Regions from separate parts of the Canis lupus genome. Here region 1 is linked to region 2. The links are chromatin contacts, called in public Hi-C maps. All regions are on one chromosome and are shown on one strand. The core of a region is the stretch at or near the end of the contact, and the rest is flanking DNA. Distances in the headings are between cores, read along the strand shown. Region 1 overlaps MCM9 (DNA helicase MCM9). Region 2 holds the start of CEP85L (centrosomal protein of 85 kDa-like).

Region 1 (5,294 bases), core at 2,361-4,860, 120 kb after region 2:
ATGACATGATGGGGGTGTTAGCTAGAGTTAGGGTGGTAATCTTATTGCAATATATAAATTATCCAACCAGCATGCTACACATTTTAAACTTATACAACATTATATGTCAATTATATCTCAATAAAATGTATGCAGGCTATTTCTTGTGTGAAATTCTGGGAATTTTTTAAAGCTTCTGATTAGTGAAATCTTTCTGAGGATCGTGTAGAATTGGAATCTGACTGCTTGCCCCCCACCTCCCAAAGAAATGACATTATTAAATGCATATTCTTTCAGATTATAGGCTTTTATGAAATGGACTCTGATGTCATGGCTCACAGGGTTTCAAAGCTCAGTTACATCCTGCTCTTTAGGCATTTTCAGAGCCTTCAGAAGAGGGAGCAGGTTTTCTGTAATGACCAAATGGCATGCCCCTTGTGGCACCCTCACCATTCTCCAGGCCCACTCCTCGGTTGGCCTGTGTGTCTGCTGGAGGTGCCCAAATGAGACTGGTTTTGGAAGAAATGTTTTCATCATGACAGTTGAATGCAGCAAGCCTCCAGCTTTTGCTGGACAATTTACGCGTTCCAGCCTTTTCAGTTCTTCTATCAGAGAAGCTTCATGCCCCCTAGTGGTGTGAGCCGCAGAAAGAACAAGCTGACCTAGATTCCCTTCCATCCCGGCCATGGGCTCGTTAGAGCAATTGTCCGTCAGTCCAAAGCAAGCAAGTGCAGGAAACCAACAAGCAACCCCCTCCTCCAGGATGGTCGTCCAGGGCCCAGCAATTGAAAACTTTTTTTAATGGGGAGAATTTCTCCATGGACAAAAAAGTATTTGTGCACATTCGATGAAAATAAAAAGGCAACTTTGGCAGGGCCACGCCTTGCTGTCCATAGGTGGACGATGCCCGCAGTCCAATACGCTGTGAATGGCCTCGCTGGGAGTGGCACTGGGCGGCCACCTTGCAGCATTGCTGCGACTCTCGATGAGCTGAGCCAAGGCCAAGCCATTGGGGGTTCGCAATGTGGGCCCGGGGAGAAAAGGAGACCTGCCATTAACCTGGCACTATTGTCACAGGTTAGGGACCATAAGGAAAGGGCTTTTCTTTCTGGAAGCACACAACGACTCAATGGGAGATGACTTTGGCCTGGCCCTGATACAGTCACATCTCTTGTGGGAGCTGTCCTGGTATAGCTGACAGTGCACTGGCTTTGAAATCAAATAGTTCCTCCCCAACCAGACACCACCAGTTGGTTGTAGGCTCATGAAAAATTAGCTTAGTCCCTCTGATCATGTTTCCACCTGTAAACAGGGTTAATGATACTTTTCTCACAGAGTTCCTGTGAGAACTAAATAAATTATCTATCTATCTAATCTCATAGAGACACACGCATTCACAATTGTGTATGTTCTCAAGTCTCTCTGCGCTAGAGAAGACAGCAGTCCATACACATCATTGGGTGGGACCCATCGACATTCCTGCAGTGCACATATATGGCTCTTGCTCCAGAGAGAGACAAGAAAACCAGACTCAGTTCACCTGCTTATGAAATTTCTCAGGTCTAATTAAAAAAAAATATATCCAATATAGTTAACCTGCAGTGTTAGAGTACAGTATACAGTATAGTGATTTAACAATTCTATATACTACTCAGTATTCATCGTAAGTGTACTCTTAATCCCCTTTATCAGGTCTAAATCTGTATTTGGCTGGCTTGTTTTTGTTTTGGTTTGTTTTGAAATGACAATGGAGATCTGAGTCTTGGGATTTCTTCTGTAATCTAGCCTGGGTAGGACACCAATATCTTTGGGGTGAATATGAGTTGCCTTTAATGCACAGAGATTCTTATCTGACCCAAAGACTCCCAAGTTCCTCCTACTGGCAAAGGAAGTTAGAATTGGTTGGGGGTGCGAAACACGTAGGGTGTGGTGACACCAGGCCTTGCAGTGAGGAGGGGACCTAGTAGTCAGGACCTGGCAGCTCTGGCCACATGGTCTTCCAGCATCCCGTACAAAAATGCCAGCAAGCCCATACCCAGAAGGGGTCTCTCCATGAACTAACACCAACCTTAGGATCTTAAGAGCTCTCACGAGGACAGAACACGGGGGAGGTGGGCAGCCTGCTGCCCATTATGCTTCCACCTCCACATATGTTTTTCTGTTCAGCTTTTGGTCCTGGAATCCTAAGTCAATGTGCATTTGAGAGGCAGGGCAATTTTCTAGGATCAACAGAGTATTTTCTGAAAACTGTTTCTCATAATTATGCAAGCTGACTACTAAGTGTGGTTAGTGCAGTGACATGTACTACATATGTCCCTTAGATGTGATAATGAGATCAGTTAAGAAAATGTTTTTAAACACCTCAAAATTGACCTTTGTAATAAAATACATTCTATTTTTGTCAGGTGCTTTCCCTAAGTCGTGCCTAACTACCTCCAGGTCTCCCGGCTCTAAGGTGAAGGCAGCTTCTCATGTACAGTCAACACTAGTGAACAAACACTGGGGAGGGAAAAAAAGAGAGGCAGGAACGTGGAAATGTAGGTTAGATGGTCATTCTTCTCTCAAATGTCTTAAATGTCTCATTCAGTATGTATTCAACATCCACTATGTGCCCGGCACTCTGCTAAAATACTGGGGACACAGCAGTGGGTTAAAGGTGATGAAAATGCTATGGAAAATTGGGAAACGGGGGAGGAATGTTTTGCAATTTGAATAGGTTATAGTAGGCTTCACTGAAGTGACGTCGAACAAAATCTTGAAGAAGGTGAGTGTGACCACCTTCAGGGGATGAGCAAAGCATAGATAGAACAGTAAGGGAAAAGGCCCGGAGGCTGGTTCATGTCTGGAGAACTACAGTAACAGCAAGGCTGGTGGTAGCAGGTGGTAGCATGTGGCCAAATGTGTAGGGCTTTAGAGGTCTTTATTATAAGGACTTTTTGGCTTTTACCTGGAATGGGTGGGGAGCCCTCCAGGGGGCGTCTAGCGTAAAAGTTATCATGACCTGACTTCATTAACAGCATCACTTTGATTATTGTGCTGAGAACAGCCTGTAGGGAGTCAAGGAGGGTGGTAAGGTTAAGAAAGAGTGGTGGTTTGAATTGGGGGGGATAGCAAATTTGGTGAGAAGTGTCTAGATTCTGGATATATTTTTAATAGCTCTTTGGATTTGCTGAGAGATGGGGTGTGAGATACAGGAGAAAGTAAATTGTGAAGGACAATTCAAATGGTTGACCCAAACATTGGAAGGATAGAATATCCATTTAATTTACCAAGATGGACAATCTGGGAAAGGAACAAATCTGGGGGGGGGGGGAGACAAGATCAGGAGTGTAATTTGGAATACGTTGAGGTCCAGATGTCCTTTAGATAACCAAGCAGATATATTGGATAGGAGTTTGCTACTGGCATCTGGAGCCCAGGAAAGGGCATCATCAGCCAAGAGGTAGGCTCTGAGAGCCCCAAGATTCCATGAAAATAACGGGGATAGAAAAGAGCCCTGGGCCACTCAAACATTAAAGGTCTGTGGGAAGAGGAGAAACTAGAGAAGTTGCATAAAGACCGAGGAGGCCGGAAGAGGTCAGTAAGAAAACCACAGGCATGTGCTGTCCTGGAGGACGAGTGATGAAAGATTTCAGGGAGGGGAGAGTCATCAGTTCCATCAAATCAAGTTGAGATCAGGCCAGAGAATGAGCACTGAAGGTCACCTTGATAAGGCTGCTTGGACGCAGTGGTGAGGCCAAAAATGCCACGGGGTGGGCTCTGCAGTGGGGATAAGAACTGGAGACAGGGCACAGACAACTCTGAGGGAAACACAGACACAGTGAGGGAAATAGAGTCAAGCGAGGTGTTCTTGTTTTGTTTTTTTGAACCAATGGGGAAATGATACAGGAAGGCAGGGGCCTGGGGAGGGTGCTGGGCCGTGTCCAGAAGGGGCAAAGTGAGGACTTTCTTCTGGGTGATACTTTCCTCTCTCACTGTAGGAATTAACATCACTAACTATGGTGGGAGGACTTCAGTCTAAAGCAGAAAGGAGGATATGAAATGGAGAATATCATTCAAGTGCCTCTGAAGAACGGAACTTAAGAACAGAGAGCCTAATTTCCTGGAAATGCAAGACACAGCTTTACCTTCTGACCAGGGAACATCTGCCAGGAGTCTCTCCTCATCCTCAAGCCAATGACCTTACTTTTTGAACCCTGGCTGGATGACCCCATCTTTGGACTCCTTGCCCATACATACAGGTCATCCCAAGCCCTCATCAGATTCCCCATGACTTGCAATAGCATGTGTTTTCCAAATTGCAATTTCTCTGCTATTCCCAAGTAAACTAGGTTTCTGGTAATTCAAGCTTGCCTCAGTTTACCTTTTTATTTAGACTGACACTAATAATGTAACTTTGGTCAGGTTATTTAGTATCTCTAGGCTACAGTTACCTAATTTATAAAGTGAGAATAACAATACTACCAATGTTAGAGATTGCTGGGAGGATTAAATGAGTTAATACTACTATCATCTAAATATTGAGAAGTGCTTCAGGAATAATTAGCAAATAGTAAGCAATCTAAATAGATAACTTTTACCCTTTATCAGTAGATATTTTTAATGGAGCAATAAAAAGTGAGGGGAGTTGAGAAGTATGTTCTAGAACCTGATTTTTCAAATAGTGTATGTTAAAGACATTCTTTAAAAAAAAAAAATTACTTAGAGGCACCTGGCTGGCTCAGTTGAGAGCATGCGACTGTTGATCTCGGAGTTGTGAGTTCAAGCCCCATGTTGGGTGTACAGATTACCGAAATAAATAGACTTAAAAAGAACACTCTAAAAAAAAGAAACACACATCTCTTCTTTAAAAGAAACTACTTAAATGTCTGAGCTTTTCTCCTATTTGTGGAGAATCACAGTGGATGTCACCTGAATTATGAATAGTATGGATGTGAAAATCAAGTGTCATGTATTAAATATGTTTTGAAAAGTAAGTACTAATATTGATTGATCCTGCTGTGCTGTGATTAAAATTTCATCAGGGTAAACAAGTGCTTAAAACCAATTCAGGAAAATTTCAACTGCTATGAATTTAATTCGTGGTCAAAGTTTCTTTGAAATTTAGTTTATTGTAGCATTTTGGAGAAAACTATTGTAACATCCATATGTTAAATTGAAATTAAAAATTCATGGCTCCTATAACTTTAATGAACACATAATGATGTTGGGAAGAAAAATGACTGGACAGTGTTTGGCAGGTGACTTCCCATTCAAGGATGGGTTGTTACACAGATAACGTTATTTTTCCATCTTTACTAGTTCTTAGGAGCAAA
Region 2 (4,664 bases), core at 1,228-3,727:
TCTCTATATATATATATATATATACATAAAATGAATAAATAAATACAATCTTTAAAAAAAAAGAAAATAATTTTAAATTTTAAATACTTATTCGCTCATGGGGGTGCCTGAGTGGCTCAGTTGGCTGAGCAGCTGCCTTCCGCTCAAGTCATGGTCCCAGGGTCCTGGGATCAGTCCAGGAGTCGGGCTCCCAGCTCAGCAGAGACCCTCCTTCTCCATCTCCTCCCCACTTGTGCTCTCTCGCTGTCTCTGTCTCTTTCCCTCTCAAATAATTACATCACTATTACTAAAAGTAATCCACTCAGCATAGAGATGAAAAAAAAAATTATTGGAAAGGCATGTCCTGACTTACCAATGGTTTATCACTGTCAAAACTGAGGCAAAATATATGCTTTGTAAAGATATCCTGTCCAAATTCCTCCAACTTGGGTACTGTTTATAAAGTATTTCCTACTATAATCTTTGCTACAGTGAAGGTATAGAAGCTGCAATACAACCTCAAAGTCCTTCCTTCAGTAACTTCTAAGCACTGTGATGTTTTTCTTCCTCATGGAAAACAATGGAAGAATGGACACAATGATTGGGTGATATTATATCTCCAAACATATTATTACAAATCTATTTTAAGAGGTTAGGTTACAAAGATATTACAGATGGCTTTTGACATGTACAGGTAAATTGAAACCACTCCCTCCAACCCCTAGGGATAATGAAGTGTCTTCTCATTTACTGAAGTTACTTTGATTGCAGGATCTCAAATACTCAGTAAGCATCAGAAACCTCTTAACTGGGGTCTTCCCTTCTTGGGACAAGTAATATACATCTTATCAGAAATAATTCCCACTCACATTTTTTTTATTAAATTCCATTATTTCTAAAAGTGCTGCAGGGCCAAATTTAAAAGAAATATTTTAAATCTAACTCTGGATTTTAAAATTTACATATGTCTCCATTTAAAAGGATAGTACAGATCACTACAGCCAACAATACTGTACTATATGCCTGAAATCTGCCGAGAGTAGATCTTAAGCGTTCTTACCACTCACACAAACATATGGTAACTCTATGAGGTAATGAATAGATTAGCTAACCTGATTGCGGAGATCATTTCACTATATATATATATATATATACCTGAAATATATCAACATCAAGTTGTACACCTGAAATATACGTACAATTTCTACTTGTCAATTACATCCCCCCAATAACTGGTGAAATTATACATGCCTTAAAAAAAAAAAAACCACATCGCAAATTTCTAGACTGTAACCTAATTACCTTCCTTATTTGAAATGTTAATAGTAACTGAGCCTGATAAATTTCAAATAGCAGGAAGTACTAGCAAAAAGAAAAAAAAGAAAAAAAAATCACACTTCCGAATACTGCTTCTACCTTTTTTTTTTTTTTTTTTTTTGCAAATAGCTTGTAATGTCTACAAAATGCCAGGGGCAGGTGGAACTCAAACATTTTGCGGAACAAGGTTATTTAGGGGGTCCAGAACCACCTAAAATTGTAGGAAAAATTTGGGGTCCGTATTTATGGCAATCCCCCCCCCCCCATAAAAGGCCTATATAACTTTCAGCTTCTCGAAAAGGGCTCAAGATCCAAAGGGCCTGGAGGAACCGTCAGTGTCAAGTAACTTGTCACAGGCCAACCCAACCCTTATTTAAAAAAAAAAAATCTCGAATTGGGGCGGCGCGGGGGGGGGGCTATTTACCCTAATTTTGTGGCTGCTACACAACTCGGGGGCAGATGCGGGCGGGACGTGGCTGCGGGATGCGCCGCTCCCCGCGCACAGGGAACGCGCGACCCCGGCCCCCCCCCCCCCCCGGGGCGGACGGGCTCCCGCCGCACGTGTCCTCCGCGGACGCCGGGGCGCGCTGCAGGGGGTGACCCGCTCTCCCCGCGGGGCTCGAGTCCCCGGGCTCCCCCGCGGAGGGCACGGCGCCCCCCGGGCCTCCTCCCGCCCCCCGCGCCCCGGCAGCAGCTGCGGGCGTGGGCGCAGCCGACCCCGGGCCTCCCGGGCCGCCGCCGCCGCCGCCGCCTCCCCGCCCGGGCCCCCGCGAGCCCCGCCATCCACGTCGGCCGCACGGCCCACGGGGGCAGGGAGGAGGCCGGACAACAAAGCGCGGCCGGCGGAGGCCCGGGCCAGGCTGCGGTCGGGGCGCGGGGGCCGCGGCCCGGGGAGCCGGGAGGGCGGGACGCGGGGCCGCGCGCGGCGGGGCGGGCGGGGCGGGCGGCGCCAGATGTCAGCCCGCGGGGCCCGGGGAGGCGGCCGGGGAGGCCGGGGGGCGGGCGGCGGCGCGTCCCGAGGCCCCCGGGTGGGGTGGGGTGGGGGGGGGGGAGGCCGCGGCGCCCACGCCCGCCGGGGCGGTCCCGTTACTCACCCGCAGGGAGGCTGCGGGCTCCGCCGGGGCTGTCCCGGCCGCCGGCCTCCGGGGCCAGGAGGCGCCCCCACATCGCGGCCGGGGCGGCCGGGGGCGCACGACTCCCCGCGTCCGTCCTCCCGCGCCTTCCTTCGCCCGCGGCTGCTTCGGCGGCGGAAACTTGCGCGGAGCCCGCGGCCGCGGCGGGAGCGGGAGGGCGGGGGACGCGCCGGGCAACGGCCGCTCAGCGCCGGGCGGGGAGCGCAGGGGCCGGATTCGCCGCGGCGGCGGCGGCGGCTGCCATGGCCGAGCCCGCGGGGCTGAGAGGCCCGGGCCGGGGAGGCGGCGGCGGCGGCCGGGTGCGCGGCTGAGCCGACGCTGGGCTCCGAACCGCCAGGCGAAGTTGCAGCTGCGGCTTCTCTCCGCCCCCTGCGCCGGCAGAGCCGGAGCCCGAGCCGGGCCGGCGGGGGCGGGGCCTGGCGGGGGCGGGGCCTGGCGGGGCGGGGCTTGGCGGGGCGGGGCCTGGCGGGGGCGGGGCCTCGGGCGCTTACATAAGGCGTGCGCGGCGCGGCGCGGGGCGGGGCTGCGGCGCGGGGCGGCCGGCGCCTGCTGCGGGGTGGCCTGGCGGTCGCCCTCCCCCCGCGTCCTCGCGCTCCGCAGGCCGCGAGGAGGGGGTGCGAGGAACCGGGGCCCGGGGCTGCCTCTCTCGATACCGCCCCCCTGCGCAATCCCTCCGGCCCTCACCTGGGAGGGAGACGTGGACACCCGTCTCCGCAGCCTGACTGCTGGAGGTGAAAGGCCAGCCCGGGAGGGCGTGAGGGACTCCCTCCCCGTCTCATTTGGGGTTGGGATTAAAGTCCTCATGCTCTGCAGAAACATCGTTGAGAGATGACTTTGGGGGATAGAAAATAAGTCTTTTTTTTTTTTTTTTCCGGAATTCTCAAATTCAATGGCGAGCTGTATGGGGGCGGGGCGGGGGGGCAGGTTGCAGACAGCTACCGTGCACGAATGTGCGCAGGAAAAAGCAGAAAAAGAACAGAGTGTTCAGGGCGGGGCCGTGCATTAAAATCTAGTAGCCGGGGGGTTCAGATAAGCAGAGAGGAAGGAGTCAAAATGGCACCAAAGCAACTTCTTCACACCCTACACCTACAGCTTGACGTTGCTCCTAAGAGTATCCTGGGGGAGGGCAAAGGGTGCAGCGCCCTCTTCTTAGATCTTACCTTTCATTGGCAGTATTAGGATCCTCGTGACATTTCGATACAAAAGAGTTCATTTAATAAATATTGGTGGAGGGATCCCCGGGTGGCTCAGCGGTTTAGCACCACCTTCAGCCCGGGACGTGATCCTGGGTCCTGGGATCGAATCCCGCGCGGGGCTCCCTGCATGGAGCCTGCTTCTCCCTCTGCCTGTGTCTCTGCCTCTCTCTCTGTGTGCCTCTCATGAATAAATAAATTAAAAATCTTTTTAAAAAGGGGGGGGGGTATAGATATTGGTGGAGCGCTGTAGAAGAAGGCGGGTTCCACACCTGGCACAAGAATCAGAGATAAACTAAAAAGCAAGTCCCTACCCTCCACAAGACTTTGGGTTCAGCGATGCTTCTTCCTGTTCTGGAAGTTTGCTAACAAAGGTCTCCTATTTCTACTTAAACACTCTGCAGTTGGGAAATACTGCTTAAAACTTTTGGAGGTTAAGTTACATTTAGTTGTGTAGTCTCTTGCTTACCACATCTGTGTTATAATTCATCTGATTGCAGTCTCCCACCGGTAGAGTTCCATTTATTTCTCCAAATCATGAGCAGTTGGTCCAACGGGTCAGCTTTTTTCTGAGGATAGATGGGGACAGAAACATGGAAGGATGTGATTCCTTTTCCTGATTTAAATGTGCATAGCTCATTCGAGTAGTTTGGGTATTCAAGTTGAGAAAACTTAAATAGTTGAGGTTCAGAAAGAAACCTAAAAAATAATGATAATAAATTCCAGAAAGAATTATCAGAAGCTATACAGCTATATCAAAGTAGCCTTGTGTTCATGATTTATCGTTACATTCAGTTACAGTATTTATCAAACACCAAACTTTTTTTATAGAGTTCCAAGAAATGAATGAATGATCACAGATATATCGTGGTCCTTTGTGAGTTTAAAATATATTTATTATTTCAAAACTCTGCCAACTTCTACTCAATTCCAAGTAGTGTTTAAAGAAAAAAAAATCATTTGCTCATTTTCCTACATGTTTTTTACCAATGTGAAGGGCATGCTGCTACACACACACGAAAGAACATGTGAAGCTGAGACT

Evidence for each region. Hi-C and Micro-C count contacts between places; a contact is called where the count stands out from the background.
Region 1: a Hi-C map of blood shows a contact between it and region 2, with 1.7 times the contacts expected there. The contact joins the enhancer-like site here to the promoter of CEP85L in region 2. A contact is called at or near these places in 2 of 9 Hi-C or Micro-C datasets (amygdala and blood).

What each region holds. Positions count from the first base shown.
Region 1 is chr1:59,313,766-59,319,059 of UU_Cfam_GSD_1.0, forward strand. The region is part of intron 12 of MCM9 (DNA helicase MCM9); the gene reads right to left. Among named protein-coding and RNA genes, the nearest start is that of ASF1A, 63 kb to the right of the region's middle. Within about 2 kb of position 3,611, at least 1 of the 20 cell types and tissues checked has an H3K27ac peak or open chromatin away from gene starts, as enhancers often do. A contact at or near this core is called in blood, where this site is marked.
Region 2 is chr1:59,197,511-59,202,174 of UU_Cfam_GSD_1.0, forward strand. It overlaps CEP85L (centrosomal protein of 85 kDa-like), which reads right to left and starts at 2,478. Exons shown (of 13, transcript XM_038526648.1): 1 at 2,391-2,478. The coding sequence starts at 2,463.